Linked DNA regions of Pan troglodytes: all the other regions are linked to region 2. A link is a contact called in public HiChIP or PLAC-seq data. All regions are on one chromosome and are shown on one strand. The core of a region is the stretch at or near the end of the contact, and the rest is flanking DNA. Distances in the headings are between cores, read along the strand shown.

Region 1 (4,483 bases), core at 252-2,751, 190 kb before region 2:
CCCGAGTAGCTGGGATTACAGGCGCCTGCCACCACGCCCGGCTAATTTTTTTGTATTTTTAGTAGAGACGGTGTTTCATCACATTGGTCAGGCTGGTCTCGAACTCCTGACATCAGGTAATCCACCCGCCTCAGCTTCCCAAAGTGCTGGGATTACAGGCGTGAGCCACCGTGCCTGGCCCAAAGTTAGTTTCGTACATGGTCCCAAAGTTCCAGAGTTGGTATCAAAAGAAAGACTTAGTTTTTCCTCTGCCATCCCAGTCCAGTGCCAAAGGAGCAAATAGCTACATTAGGCCAACTTTTATTATTTATTTATTTATTGAGACACGGTCTGTGTTGCCCAGGCTGGAATACAGTGGGACTACAGGCATGCACCGCCATGCTTGGCTAATGTTTGTATTTTTTGTAGAGACAGGTTTTCACCATGTTGCCCAGGCTGGTTTTGAACTCCTGGGCTCAAGTGATCTGCCCACCTCGGCCTCCCAAAGTGCTGGGATTACAGGTGTGAGCCACTAAGCCTAGCCTGCCAGCTTTAATTCTCTAGCTCCTAGAACTTAGTAGCTGCTCAATAATTTTGATGGACTAGTCCATCATGCTGGACTCAACAGAAGACCATTTAATAGAGAGTGGCTGAGATTCAAGATCTCTGAGGGCTAGTATGGGTATGTCTCTGCTAAAAGACATGCTTATCTTCTGTAACATTCTCACGTGGGACCTCTGTTGTCTCCTTATATGTTCTCTGACATGAACGATTGAGGGCCTTCTTTGTGGCACAGAAACGTTACTGGGAATTTTAACTTTCTATGTGCTTTTCCAGTTACCAGGTCATTTGTCAGGACCTCTGCGGTTTAAAGGTCTCTAGGGATGAACAGGAGAGACAAGATTATTTTCATCTTTCAGATGAGCTCAGTGAGAGTGACTGGGCTAGGCAGCAGGCAGAACCCAGGTCGGAAGCCAGGCCCCTTTAGAGCTCTCATTGTCCTGCTGCTAGGTCTGCTCTCTCCAGGCAATCCTCCCCAGCGGAGCGCCAGGACTCCTCGGTCCAGAGAAGCCAATCTTGCAGCTACAGGATCTATCCTTTGAGTGGAAGGACCAGAAATCCATGGAAAACTGAATCTTTGACAACTTTACGCAGCTTTTTAGAGAATTATCTCTAAAATATGGACTTGGAGGAGGGCGCAGCAGAATGGGTCAGAGCAAATCCCGCAGCTGTGAGTGTCTTTCCGCAGCCCGGACCCACTCCCCAGTCCGCTGGTGTCCACTTCCTCAGCCCCCCAGGTCCCGGGCTGGCCCGCGGGGAGGGGATACCCGGCTGCAGCCCGGGACGGCGCCGGCCGCTCCAGCCACAGTTCAAAGCGCAGGGGGCGCGTCCGCCGCGCAGCCGGGAATGTCCGGCCGCTTAAAGCGCTCGCCGGCTCTTTTGTTCCCCAGACCGGGCCTCCGGGGAGAGGGGGCTGGGGGAGGGGACCGGGAGCAGAGAGGAGGGGGGCGGCGGGCTGGGGAGGAGGGCGGGGCGGCCGCGAGCGGTGCGAGTGTGGAGCGCGCACCCCGGGCGAGGCTGACAGATCGCCCGGGTGGGTGCAAGATGGCGCAAGCGGCGCTCCCCCTGCGCCCCCCGCGCTGCTGAGCAGGCATGCGGCCCCAGTCCCCCACCGCCTGGGCTCGGCCCCGGCCGGAGCCCCAGCCCCGGCCCCGGCGCCGGCCCCGCGGGACGCTGTGAGCCGCGAGAGGCCCGGGAGCCGCGCGTCGCCGAGCCGAGCTGACCGAGAGCCCCATGGCTGTGCAGCGCGCCGCGTCTCCGCGCCGCCCGCCCGCCCCGCTCTGGCCCCGGCTCCTGCTGCCGCTGCTGTTGCTGCTGCTGCCCGCGCCGAGCGAGGGTGAGTGAAAGCGCCCCGGACCGGGCGGTTGCGGACGGAGCCAGGGGAAGGGCGAGCAGGGAGGGAGCGGGCGCGAGGGGCGGACCCGGGGAGAGCGGCGCGGACCTGAGGGCGGACCCGGGGAGAGCGGCGCGGACCTGAGGGCGGACCCCGCGCGGGAGGGACCCTGCGGATCCGGACGGGGAGAGGGTACCAAGGCCGGACTGCTGGGGGCCCTAGGGGCGTGTTGAGGACGGAACCCCCCGGAGGAAGACTGGGGCAGGACCCGGAGCCCAGACTGAGGAGCAAGGAGTGCAGCGAAGCGGGAGCAAGCGGGGCGGGCTGGCGTGGAGACCGAGGGAAACGAGCCAGGGGAGACCGCACGGCTAAGCGCTGACCGAGGCGGACGAGCTGGGGTGCTCGGTGCCCGGCCGTGGACATAGCCCGAGGCAGCCAAGACAGGGGACAGCAGCCTGGGGAGCGGAGACCGGGACTCTGACGGCTGCACTGGGCGGAGATGGCACGACCTGCATTTGGAGCTGGTACTGGGCTGAGGAGTGCGCGGGAGAGACAGGAGAAGACGAGGGAGATTCCTGGAGGGCGGCGCGTGGCTAGGGAGCGACCCGGGACAGAGCCCGTGAGCCAAGAAGGAGAGGAGAAGCCACCGAGAGCGAGAGCGAGCGAGCCGCGGGGATGCTCACGTGCCCCTGCCCTTCCCCGAAGTGTGCACACGCGGAGACCTTGCCCTGGCTCTCGCGGTCCGCCGGTTCTGCTGCCTGGAGCTCGGCTCTGCTGCCTGGAGCTCGGTCACCACCACTCTGTTCCCTTTAGTGGCTGCAATGGTCCCATCTCCCGGGAGGAGAGTGCAAATCTAGTCCCTTAACCCTCCCACCTCAAGTTCCCCACAGACACTCATCTGGGCTATTCTCTCTCCACTCCTCTCCCAAGAAGTAGAAGCTCGCGTCCGCATCAATGAAAAACTTTATTCCCGATAGCTATACCGGGGTTGGATTCGGGGCTAAGACGGGTGAACTCACGACATGGGGAGGATGCGCAGGGGTTTGAATAAGTTCGATCCTAAAAAGTCTTAAAACATTACATCTTCCTGGGCCGGGGACGGGGGGAGGGGGGCGCGGGGGGCGCTGGGCGGGGAATGCCTATAACCCCAACGCCCCTCCTTTCTCCCCACCCACTTCCCCATCTCCCTCAGCCAGGGAGGGCCCTAGTCTGCTGGGGAGGGGCCAGCTCCAGGATCGCTAGTTATCTGGAAATGTGAGGAGGGGTCTGTGACTGCCATTTCAGACCAGGTGGGTTCATTCCTCCTCGAGTGGAGTTGTAACTGGTCTGGTAAGTTGTTTGCTGGAGAAGTTGGTGACTTGGCATCATGCCTGGGATTGGAGTGCTTGTCCCTCCAGCCGGGCTTCTGATTCTCTGATCGGCCTTAACCCCATCTATTCTTTGGCCTCCTTCTTTTCCTGCTCATTTCTCTTCTGCAGGAGCAGAGAGGTTGGCTGGAAGTAAAGGTTCTAGGAGCACCCTCTTCCTTGGTTTTGGGAAACCATAGTTGGCGTTTGCTACTCTTCATCTCTCCCTATGACAAAGGCAAAAGGACCAACACCCAGAGTGCCAGAGGAGAGGGGCAATGGGGCCACAACCTAGTCTGTACCCCGGGTACTGGGACCACACACCCTGCTCCCTGCCAGGCATTGGACCAGGCATCTGATGGGTTTTGGCCAGCAAAAAGAAGCATGATTTATTACTATCTCCCTCTGTATTTCTTTAGAACTTTAAATTTTTCATAGTGCCTTTGAGTCTGTTAATCATGTCGTACAACCCTATGACCCAAGCTCCATTGTTCTTCTTTGATCTAAACAGATGAGAAATGGGAAGCCAGGACATGTTGAATACTTTACCTAAGGTCACACCCTGAAGGTCTGTGAGGCTTCAGTGCTTATCCAGGGTGACCATCGAAGTAGCAGCAGCTGTATTGGAGTCAGTCTTGCTTTTGGGTCTCAGTTTTGCAACTACTGACTGTGAGACCCTGGGCAAGTCACTTGACATCTCTGGGCTTCAGTTTTCTTACCTGTGAAAGAGGAAATAGTACAAATAATATCTATCTCTGAGATGGTCTGATGATTAAGTAAAGTACCGCCTTGGATGGCACTTTGTAATGCATAAAGTTCTATATATAATAGGAATTCCTATTAACATTACAGAAACGTGGGGATGGGGTGCATAGACCCAAGGAACTTGGAACCATGTGGGTGGAGTTCTTCCTGGATGTTCATTTCATACTAACACCCCTATTTCCTTCCATCTCCCCTTCCCCAATGCAGGTCTTGGCCACTCTGCCGAACTGGCATTTGCTGTGGAGCCAAGTGATGATGTTGCCGTCCCCGGGCAGCCTATAGTGCTGGACTGCAGGGTGGAGGGGACCCCTCCAGTGCGAATCACCTGGAGGAAGAATGGGGTAGAGCTGCCAGAGAGTACCCACTCCACCTTGCTGGCCAATGGGTCCTTGATGATCCGTCACTTCAGGCTGGAGCCGGGAGGCAGCCCTTCGGATGAAGGTGACTATGAGTGTGTGGCCCAGAACCGCTTTGGGCTGGTGGTCAGCCGGAAGGCTCG
Region 2 (4,526 bases), core at 1,121-3,620:
TTACAGGCGTGAGCCACCACACCCGGCCATGTGCTGTATTTCATGAAGACACCATCCCATGATTCTGCTAAGCAAACGTATTGCTGGAAGATAAGTACTTAATCAAGTATTTACTGAATTTCTGCTATGGATTCTGCCCGTGTGGTGTGTGTGTGTGTGTGTGTGTCTGTGTGTGTGTGTGTGTATATATATATATACACATATATATATATATATATTTTTTTTTTTTTTTTTTGAGACAGAGTCTCCCTCTGTCGCCCAGGCTGGAGTACAGTGGCGCAGTCTCGGATCATTGCAACCTCTGCCTCCCAGGTTCAAGTGATTCTCCTGCCTCGGCCTCCCGAGTAGCTGGGATTACCGGCATCCGCCGCCATGCCCAGCTAATTTTTGTATTTTTAGTAGAGGCAGGGTTTCATCATGTTGTCCAGGCTGGTCTCAAACTCCTGACCTCAAGTGATCTACCCCTCGGCCTCCCAAAGTGCTGCGATTACAGGCGTGAGCCACTGCGCCCGGCCCCAAGTATATAATTAAGTGCCTGTGTCAAAGAGCTCATAGTCCAATTGGGAATACAAGGCTAAACACACATCAACCTGTAAATAAAATTAAATACTCAGTGATTCTGGAAATAATATAAGGATATGCTACACAACAATATAAGGATATTCTCATGTCATCATACTACCAGTATATTTTACTTACTTACTGTCTTATCTTTCTCCACTAGAATGGAAGCTCCACGAGAGGAGGAAAATTTAAAAAAATTCAGCGCTATTTCCCCAGTGTCTGGCATGTAACTAGTGGTTAATAAATATTTGTTGACTGAATGAATGTGAAGTCAATTCCCTAGAATAGACAGGGAAAAGGAAGTCTTACTGGAGTGGTTCCCCTAGCCTGAGCCTTGATTTAGCAACACTCTTACTCAGCTTGCTTACAGCAATCTATAGGTTTTGGCGAACAATCTCTTCTTTATTTTTATAATGAGAAGAAAATGTGACACAATTGAAAAATAAGGTGGGAGTGGGATGAAAAGAATTTAAATTGGGTGTTAGAGGACCTCAGTTCATTTATAAAAGGAAAGGTTTGTCCTTGACTCAATGAATTTCATACATTGTCTTAATGCAGAACTATTTTCAAACAAAACCCCAGTAATGAAATAGTTGAAGGCAGAGCTGCTCTGGTTGATTTTGGGGTGGCATGGCGGGTTGGCAGGGAAGGTCCATCTACTGGGTTCCTTCACCTCTACTACAAAGCTATAGCTTTTGAGAAATTCTGTGAACATAGTTTGAAACACTGGATTGAGGGAACATTGGAGACTCTCCTCTCTCAAAATTCTATTAATGGACTCAGGGGAGGAAGGCCAAGGTCTTGGTGAGGGAAGACGTGGGCTCTCTTCTGGTCTCTGCCACTTTATGCTGAGGGAGTACCAGGAGTCACCTCTCCAAAGAGAGAGAAAAATTGTGCCCCGGGCCAAGGCCAATGGCCCTTCTCACAGCTAGACACAGGGAGCTAGAAGCCACATTTCTCTGGACTGGATGGAGATTGAGGAGGGCTCACTGACTTGTGTGACCTGGTCTTGCCTCTCCCTTTGCTGCCTCCCCATCCGCACCCCCAAAGCTCAGAAATAAAGGTACCTAAGCTCACTTGGCAATTTCTCTGGGGTTCAGAGTTAATCAGAATCTCATACACAACGTACTCAGTCTGGCACTAACCCAGATGAGACAAGGGCGTGACTCACTTGTCACCATTCTCCATCTTGTGCAGCTGGTCCATCTGTTTAGCTGTGCAGAAGCAAGCCCTGCAAGAGGGCTCAAACAAAGCCTAACAGAAAAGGGTTTAATGAAGGGAGTATTTACTAGGGTGTGATCAGGTTTAAGAAAACCAGCCGGGCGTGGTGGCTCACGCCTGTAATCCCAGCACTTTGGGAGGGCGAGGCGAGAGGATCACTTGAGCCCAGGAGTTTGAGACCAGCCTGGGCAACACAGGGAGACCTCATCTTTACTAAATTAAAAAAAAGAAAGAAAGGAAGAAAAGAAAACCCTCAAGACTTTAAAGCACCCACGGACTAGCAACAGCTAGAAGCTTTATCACCACGAGGCCTGAAAGAACAAGGAGACGGAGCTGTTACCAACTAACAGTTGCTGCTCAGGGAACTAACTGACAATACCAACTCCATGTTACAAGTGATGAAACTAAGGAGAATGAGAAGATAAGGAACACAGGATGTGGAATCTCGGGGGAAGAAATTTAGTGAATCTGAAGCATCTAGTGCCTACCAAGGCACTTTAGAGACTTCCCCCCTGGAGGGTTAAGCCACCAGCCTCACCTTGACCTTCCCTGCCGCCCACTAAAAGTGACCAGAAGAAGAGCTCGACTATGACGACTCGGGACTACAAGTCCCGGCATGCATCTCTCCGCGTCTATCGCAAAACCTTTCAACTTTAGGATAAAAGGGCTTTTGGCAACCTTGAGCGTCGGGACCTGTAGTCGCCCCAGTTGGGGCTAGACGCTTGCCGTAGGGAACTCATTGGCGCCCAGGGCACCACCCCCTCGCCTTCGCCTCACGTAGCTTCACCAGCTCGTAAACACGGCGCGTGCCTACGCCCTCCGCCCCCTCCCCGGGCCTAGGGCGCAGGCGCGCGCAAGCTCCCCGGGCCCCGTAGGCTGGGGGTGGGGGGAGAAGGGGAAGGGAGGGGGGGTTGGGTGTCTACTGTGGTGAATAGACGGCTGTGGGGCAGAGAAGCGTGAAGGCCTGGCTGCCGGGCAGGTGAACTCTCCACGGGGTCTAGGGCCCGCGAAAGGGTTCGGAACCGAGTCAGCGCGCCTTGCGGGCAGGATTCACGCCGCTGTGACCCGGAGGTCCTCAAGGGGCGAAGCCCCGGCCTAGGCCTCGCGGAGATGCCCAGCTGCGGTGCTTGTACTTGCGGCGCGGCGGCCGCCCGGCTCATCACCTCCTCACTCGCCTCCGCGCAGAGAGGTAACGAAATAGTGCCACTCCTGAGCCCTCAGCCTGTCGCGGGGGGGTGGACTGGCCAATGGTTGGGGGCCCCGGGGAGGGCACGAGGCCTGCTGCACCCGGGGAGTGTGAGGGAATGCGCGGCGCTTCGCCCGGCACCCACCACTTTCCCCGTGGAATGGGGCTCTGCCAACCTCTGGAGCAGCCGTTGCTCAAATTGGAAGTAAACTCCTTCCCGCGCGCCTGCCTGCACGCTTTCAGGCCTGCTGACTTTGGGGCCGGAATGCGGCCACTTTGTAGAAACCCTGAAAGGCACAAAATGCTCCTGTTATTAAAAAATGTCTCCAGATCCCACTCAGCCCTGCCGGGGACCGCCGCCTGCCATGGCTGCGGCTCTTCTTCCGCAGCCTGGCCGGGATCCCCCTCGGGCCCGTTGGGGGCTCCAGGAGGGGCTCGGCTGAGGATCTGTCCCTACTAGGGTCCCCCAGGACTCGGGGCACCCAGATGGCCGTCCCGGACGCAAGCCGCGCGATACCCGAGATGTTACTGTCACTGTGCGGCCCTGACACTGGGACATAAACAAGGTTCACAATACTTCCCGGCGTCAGGCAAGCCCCGGGGCCCGCAGGACAGCGGCGGGAGAGATGGGGAGAAGTCCCGCAGGAGTTGGTTCGGAAGTACTTGGGTGTTTCAGCAGTCCTTTGCTGGCTTTCCCAACTTGACCGGGAGGTAGTTTCCTAAGAGTGGGGCATGTTGTTTACCTTTTCTTTCTGTTTATCTGAAGCTGTGAAAGAATGGCGCCCCAGCCAAGAGAGTCTGGAAAATAAACTTTTTTTCTCTTCCTCAAATCTGTGGATGTCAGACCACGAGGCTAGATCCTGTTATAATGACTGACTTCTAGACAAATTCGTTTTATTTTGGCTTATCGGTTTATGACCCTTGGATGGATTTTTTAAAAGGCCCCTTTTATCTAACTTCTAAGCCAATTATAAAATCCTTATTGTTTACTAAATATATCTTCCAGTTTCTTTACTACAGAAGGAAGGATTGAATGAGGTAATGTGGGCAGAAGCATTTTGTAAAATGATATATAAATGTAAGGGAGTAAATTTAATCCTAAATCGATGTTAAGCCTCAACCAGTAGATGTCCCGATTCCAGGAATTCGATTTGCAAACACTTTAAAGTGACATATTTTAATCCATTTATCTGATATATATTAATATTTGTCAAGGGTCCACTGTGTGTCAGGCCTTCTTTTAGTGCTGGAGGTAGAATGGTGAATAAGTCCTCACCCTTATGTTTAAATCTAGTGGAGTAGACAAAGAATAATAGTTTCCAGTGGGTGGATGAAGTATGTGTGTGTTCCCTTTGGTCAGGGACGGCTTCTTTGAAAGTGTTACTGATCTCTTGTAGCCAAGAGTCCGTGAACATTTTTGAATCATAGGAGATAGGCAGTTATTTTTTTTTCTTTTCAAAACGACTGTTTTCTTTCTTTTTCTTTTCTTTTCTCCTTCCTTCCTTCCTTTCCTTCCTTCCTGTCTTTCTTTCCTTTCTGTCTTTCTTTCCATCTA
Region 3 (4,803 bases), core at 394-2,893, 140 kb after region 2:
TCACCACATTGGCCAGGCTGGTCTCGAACTCCTGACCTGAGGTGATCCATCTGCCTCGGCCTCCCAAAGTGCTGGGATTACAGGCATGAGCCACCGCACCCGGCCAATTTTGTATTTTTAGTAGAGATGGGGTTTCACCACGTTAGCCGGGGTGGTCTCGAACTCCTGACCTCAGGTGATCGGCCTGCCTCGGCCTCCAAAAGTGCTGGAATTACAGGCGTGAGCCACTGCGCCCGGCCAAAGACATATTTCTATCAAAGCACGTATCCAGTTTGCTTCTAAAGTGAGCATCATATTGTCATTTGCATGATTAAATTAAACTTTATGCCTTATTTGCATTTTATTAGTTTTGCCTTTAATGTTCTTTTCTTGTTCCAGGATCCCATTTAGGATGTCATACTGCATTTAGTTGTCTTGTCTCCTTAAGCCCCTCTGGGAGATCTCTGCATTTTAAACAGGGCTTAACCATCTGCCATTGGACTGTGACTTCTGCCAAAGACCTGGGCCACCCATCCCCAAGGCAAGATGAGGACACTCACCCCGGATCCTGAGTTCCTGACGACTGCCTTGATCTGCTGTTGGGAGCAGCACCGATTTCTGTATCTTCCTTTTCCTCCTCTTTATGGGAGAACAGGATAGTCTTTGCACTTGAGCTCTCCCAGGCAGTAACAGCTGTCACTTAGGGGACAGTGCCTGGAGAGCCTGCGGCAGCTGGACCCATCTGGTAGCTCTGGCCTTAGCACACGCCCAGGCCTGGAGCCTTCTGTATCACTCCGGGGTGACTGACCTCTTGAATGAGTGCACTCAGAGTGCAAACAGGCTCCACCTGACTTTCACAATCCGAAAGCACCAGTAGCCCAGTGCTTTCTTTGTTATGTGTTGGCCTCAAGTAAAGAGAAAACATCCGGATCCTCTGGACAGGCAGGAGAATGGACTGCAGAGGACCTGCGGTCTGTGGGTTCCATCACTGCAGGGGGATATGTAGTGTGCCCACTCCAGGTCTCTATTGCCCAATATCATCAATATTTAACCACGGAGCAGGGAGCCAGGCTGGCCTTTTACAGCCTGTGCTTTCTCATAGTGAAGGTCATGGCATGATGTGAATTCCTCACAAGGAGCTGTAAAATATGACCTTTGGAGGTGGGGGTTGGGAAAGGCTGTGTGAGCACCAGTGACCCAGACAGTAGGAAGCAGGCCAAGGCAAGCAACTTGATGGGGAAGCAGGAATGAGGTGCTCCTCCCACCTGACCAGCACCATTCGACTCTGATAGTCTATGGACTTTTCCACCAACTGGCTCCGTGCATCTTAGGCAATCATTGTTGGTTTAGTAAGGAGTGGGCTTATGTGAAATAAGCCCAATCTTTTTTTTTTTTTTTTTTTTTTTGAGATGGAGTCTCGCTGTGTCACCCAGGCTGGAGAGCAGTGGCACAATCTTGGCTCACTGCCACCTCCGCCTCCCCGGTTCAAGCAATTCTCCTGCCTCAGCCTCCTGAGTAGCTGGGACTACAAGTATGTGCCATCATGCCCGGCTAATTTTTTGTATTTTTAGTAGAGATGGTGTTTCACCGTGTTAGCCAGGATAGTCTTGATCTCCTGACCTCGTGATCTGCCCGCCTCAGACTCCCAAAGTGCTGGGATTACAGGCATGAGCCACCACACCCAGCCGCCCACTCTTATTTCTTACTTCACAAATGAAACAGAGGCTGAGTGAGGTCACATGTCAAGCCCAAACTCCTCTATGAGTTAAACATCAGTCAATAGTGTGTACTGTGTGTGCATGGAGCAGAGGAAAGAAGACCCAACAGGGAACCTAGGGGCTGCCTGGAACTCCAGCTTCTCCTCATTTTGTAATGCATTCATTTATTCATTGAATAAATGTTACTTGAGCATCTACTGTGTAGATACATGGTAAATAAGACAGGTGAGGGCCCTGCTCCCTTGGAGCTCAAACTCCAGGGGAGATAGCCAACAAAAAAGTAAGCAAAAGCATAATTAAAAGATAATTAGAGCAGTGATCATTTCTGTGAATATCTTAAACAACATAAGATAGAAAGGGATGAGGTGGGGGAGCCATGATTACTATATTACTACACTAAAAACTGAATGATGAGGGGTTAACCATGCAAAGACCTGAAAAAGCAGGTACAAAGGCCGGGCGTGGTGGCTCATGCCTGTAATCCCAGCACTTTGGGAGGCCAAGGCAGGTGTATCACCTGAGGTCAGGAGTTCGAGACCAGCCTGACCAACAAGGTGAAACTCCGTCTCTACTAAAAATAAAAAAATTAGCCAGGTGTGGTGGCAGGTGCCTGTAGTCCCAGCTACTCAGGAGGCTGAGACAGGAGAACTGCTTGAACCCGGGAGGCAGAGGTTGCAGTGAGCTGAGATCGCACCACTGCACTCCAGCCTGGGCAACAGAGCAAGACTTCATCTCAAAAAAAAAAAAAAAAAAAGAAAAAAAAGAAAGCAAGCAGGTACAAAGACACTGAAGAAATAATGAGCTTAATGTGTCTGGGACAAAAAGGTGGCCAATATAGCTGAATCATAGTGATGAGGGGGAAGTGGCATGGAATAAAGTTGGAGGATAGACAGGAGTATCCACTCCTCATGGTGGGCCTTGTAAAACAGGGTAAGGAGTTTGTATTTTACCCTAAAAGTGATGAGAAGCCACTGGAGGGTTTAGGCAGGAAAGTGATGTAATCTAATTGACATTTGTCTGAGATCACTTGGCCTGCTGGGTGGAAAATGGATTGTAGGAGAGCAAGAGAGGAACAGGGAGACCATTGGGAGGTTGTTATATTCATCCAGGCGAAACATATTAGTAGTTTGGACCAGGCTGGTGGCAGTGGAGATGATGAGAAGTGGTCAGATTCAGGGTGCATTTTGGAGAGAAAGGTAGTTGATAGATTTCGAGAGAGAAGCTCAACACTAACTCTCTTAAACACAAAAGGAATTTATTGGCTCATAAACTAGGAAGGGCAGGGTGGAGCTGACCTGAGGCATACGGGAACCAGGGATTTGACAACCCGTAGTGCTTTGTTTCTGTGGCTCTTTCCCTGCTTTTCTCTGGGTGCCAGGCTCATTACCCCAGGTTGGCCACCTCCGGGAAGCTTGACCAGATGATAGGAAACCCAGGCTCATGCTCTCATAGCTGCAGAGGAAGTAGTTACTTTTCTTAGCTCTTGTTTAAAAATTCTTGGAAAGGACTCTAATTGTCCAGCCTGAGTCATGTACCTATGTCTTGGATCAATTGTTATGGCTAGGGAGGGGGGTACCACTGATAGCCAACCCAGAGCTCATGCCTGTTGGGTAGCCAGGAGAGACAGGCTGTGAGCTGGACAGCCCATGCCATGTGGGTGCCTGAAGGAACCATTTGACCAGAATCCCCCTTGTCTGCCTCTGAGGAGTGTTGTGGTGCTCTAATGGGATGGTGTCCCCTTAACAAGGAGCCTGCACAATCCCAGGTTTTCCACTCTTCTGCTTCTGTGTCTTTTCTCTCCCTCCTCTTACCCTAGCTCTTTCTACTACGGCCTATCCAATAACTTGTTCCATAGTTGCCATGTGCCAGGCATTATGCCAGTGATAAACAGTCGAAAGGATTGTCCCTGCCCTCATGGAGACTCCAGTCTAGCAGAACAGACAGACGGGTGTTCATCATGTCATCACAACTGTGTGACAAGTGCCATGAAGGAAACATACACATGGAGATGAGAGCACATCACCAAGCCCTCCTTTCCTCACAGCATCACTATCATTCCTGGCCAATCAATCCCACCTTGAAATCTCCTCTCCTGACTTCTCCAGTCTCTTATCTCCCTATCTAGAGGATGATAGACAGTCAGCAGTGTAGTGGAGTGGAAAGGGCTTTTGGCTTTCCTCTGCTATTCTGGTATCTGCCACCTGCTAACCCTTCAAGCCTCAGCTTAAATGTCATCTTCTTAGGGAGGCCTTCCATATCAGTTGAGAATTGTGTTTGGCTCTGGGTAACAAAGACCCAATGTCAGCGGTTTAAACCATAAGAGTTTATTTTCTCATAGAAGAATGTCAGAAGTAGCCAGTTATTAATGTCATAAGACCAAGGAAATCAGGGCTGAGGTTTCTAACACTCCCTCATGGCCCCTAGATGGCTGATGCAGCTCCTGCCATTATATCCAAGTTCCAAGCAGAAAAAAAAAGCAAAAGGGAAAAAGGACAAAAAGGTGTGACCATGCTCTATAGTAAACGAATAACCTATCTGAGAGTAAACTCAGATAATACAGAGAACTAAGGTCAAAGGAGTTGTTCCCAGAAAACAGTAGCAAGGGCAGCCAGGTGGGCTAACCAAAGAACTTACTCTACTGCCAGGGTGGAGGTCTTCACAGGTCATGCCCAGCAGGATTTGATAACTGTCATGGGCCTGTGCTGCTGTGTGGACTGTAGCACAGCCTGCTAATTTCCCCCTAGATTACATTCTTTCTTTCTTCCTTTTAATAAGAGAATCCTCTAAATTTTAGAGGCATATGGCCACCCAACTGGAAACTGCAGTTCCCAGGCCAGGCGTGGTGGTTCATGCCTATAATCCCAGCATTTTGGGAGGCCGAGGTGGTCGGATCACGAGGTCAAGAGTTCAAGACCAGCCTGGCCAACATGGTGATACCCCACCTCTCCTAAAAATACAAATTAGCCAGGCATGGTGGCGTGCACCCGTAATCCCAGCTACTCAGGAGGCTGAGGCAGGAGAATCGCTTGAACCTGGGAGGTGGTGTGAGCTGAGATCACGCCATTGTACTCCAGCCTGGGTGACAGAGCAAGACTCCATCTTAAAA

The links. HiChIP or PLAC-seq counts read pairs in DNA pulled down with a chosen protein or histone mark.
Region 1: a contact with region 2 is called in an H3K4me3 HiChIP or PLAC-seq map of stem cell-derived excitatory neurons, with 7 times the contacts expected there. The contact joins the promoter of IGDCC3 here to the promoter of CLPX in region 2. A contact is called at or near these places in 3 of 7 Hi-C or Micro-C datasets (induced pluripotent stem cells and stem cell-derived neural progenitor cells) and 1 of 1 datasets of contacts at active chromatin or transcription factors (stem cell-derived excitatory neurons).
Region 3: an H3K4me3 HiChIP or PLAC-seq map of stem cell-derived excitatory neurons shows a contact between it and region 2, with 3 times the contacts expected there. The contact joins the promoter of SLC51B here to the promoter of CLPX in region 2. A contact is called at or near these places in 1 of 7 Hi-C or Micro-C datasets (stem cell-derived neural progenitor cells) and 1 of 1 datasets of contacts at active chromatin or transcription factors (stem cell-derived excitatory neurons).

Annotation. Positions count from the first base shown.
Region 1 is chr16:57,367,991-57,372,473 of NHGRI_mPanTro3-v2.0_pri, reverse strand. It overlaps IGDCC3 (immunoglobulin superfamily DCC subclass member 3), which reads left to right and starts at 1,501. Exons shown (of 14, transcript XM_063794180.1): 1 at 1,501-1,876; 2 at 4,192-4,483. The coding sequence starts at 1,774.
Region 2 is chr16:57,174,209-57,178,734 of NHGRI_mPanTro3-v2.0_pri, reverse strand. It overlaps CLPX (caseinolytic mitochondrial matrix peptidase chaperone subunit X), which reads left to right and starts at 2,370. Exons shown (of 14, transcript XM_001174382.8): 1 at 2,370-2,974. The coding sequence starts at 2,896.
Region 3 is chr16:57,028,405-57,033,207 of NHGRI_mPanTro3-v2.0_pri, reverse strand. SLC51B (SLC51 subunit beta) reads right to left here and starts at 1,643. Exons shown (of 4, transcript XM_001174342.6): 1 at 540-1,643.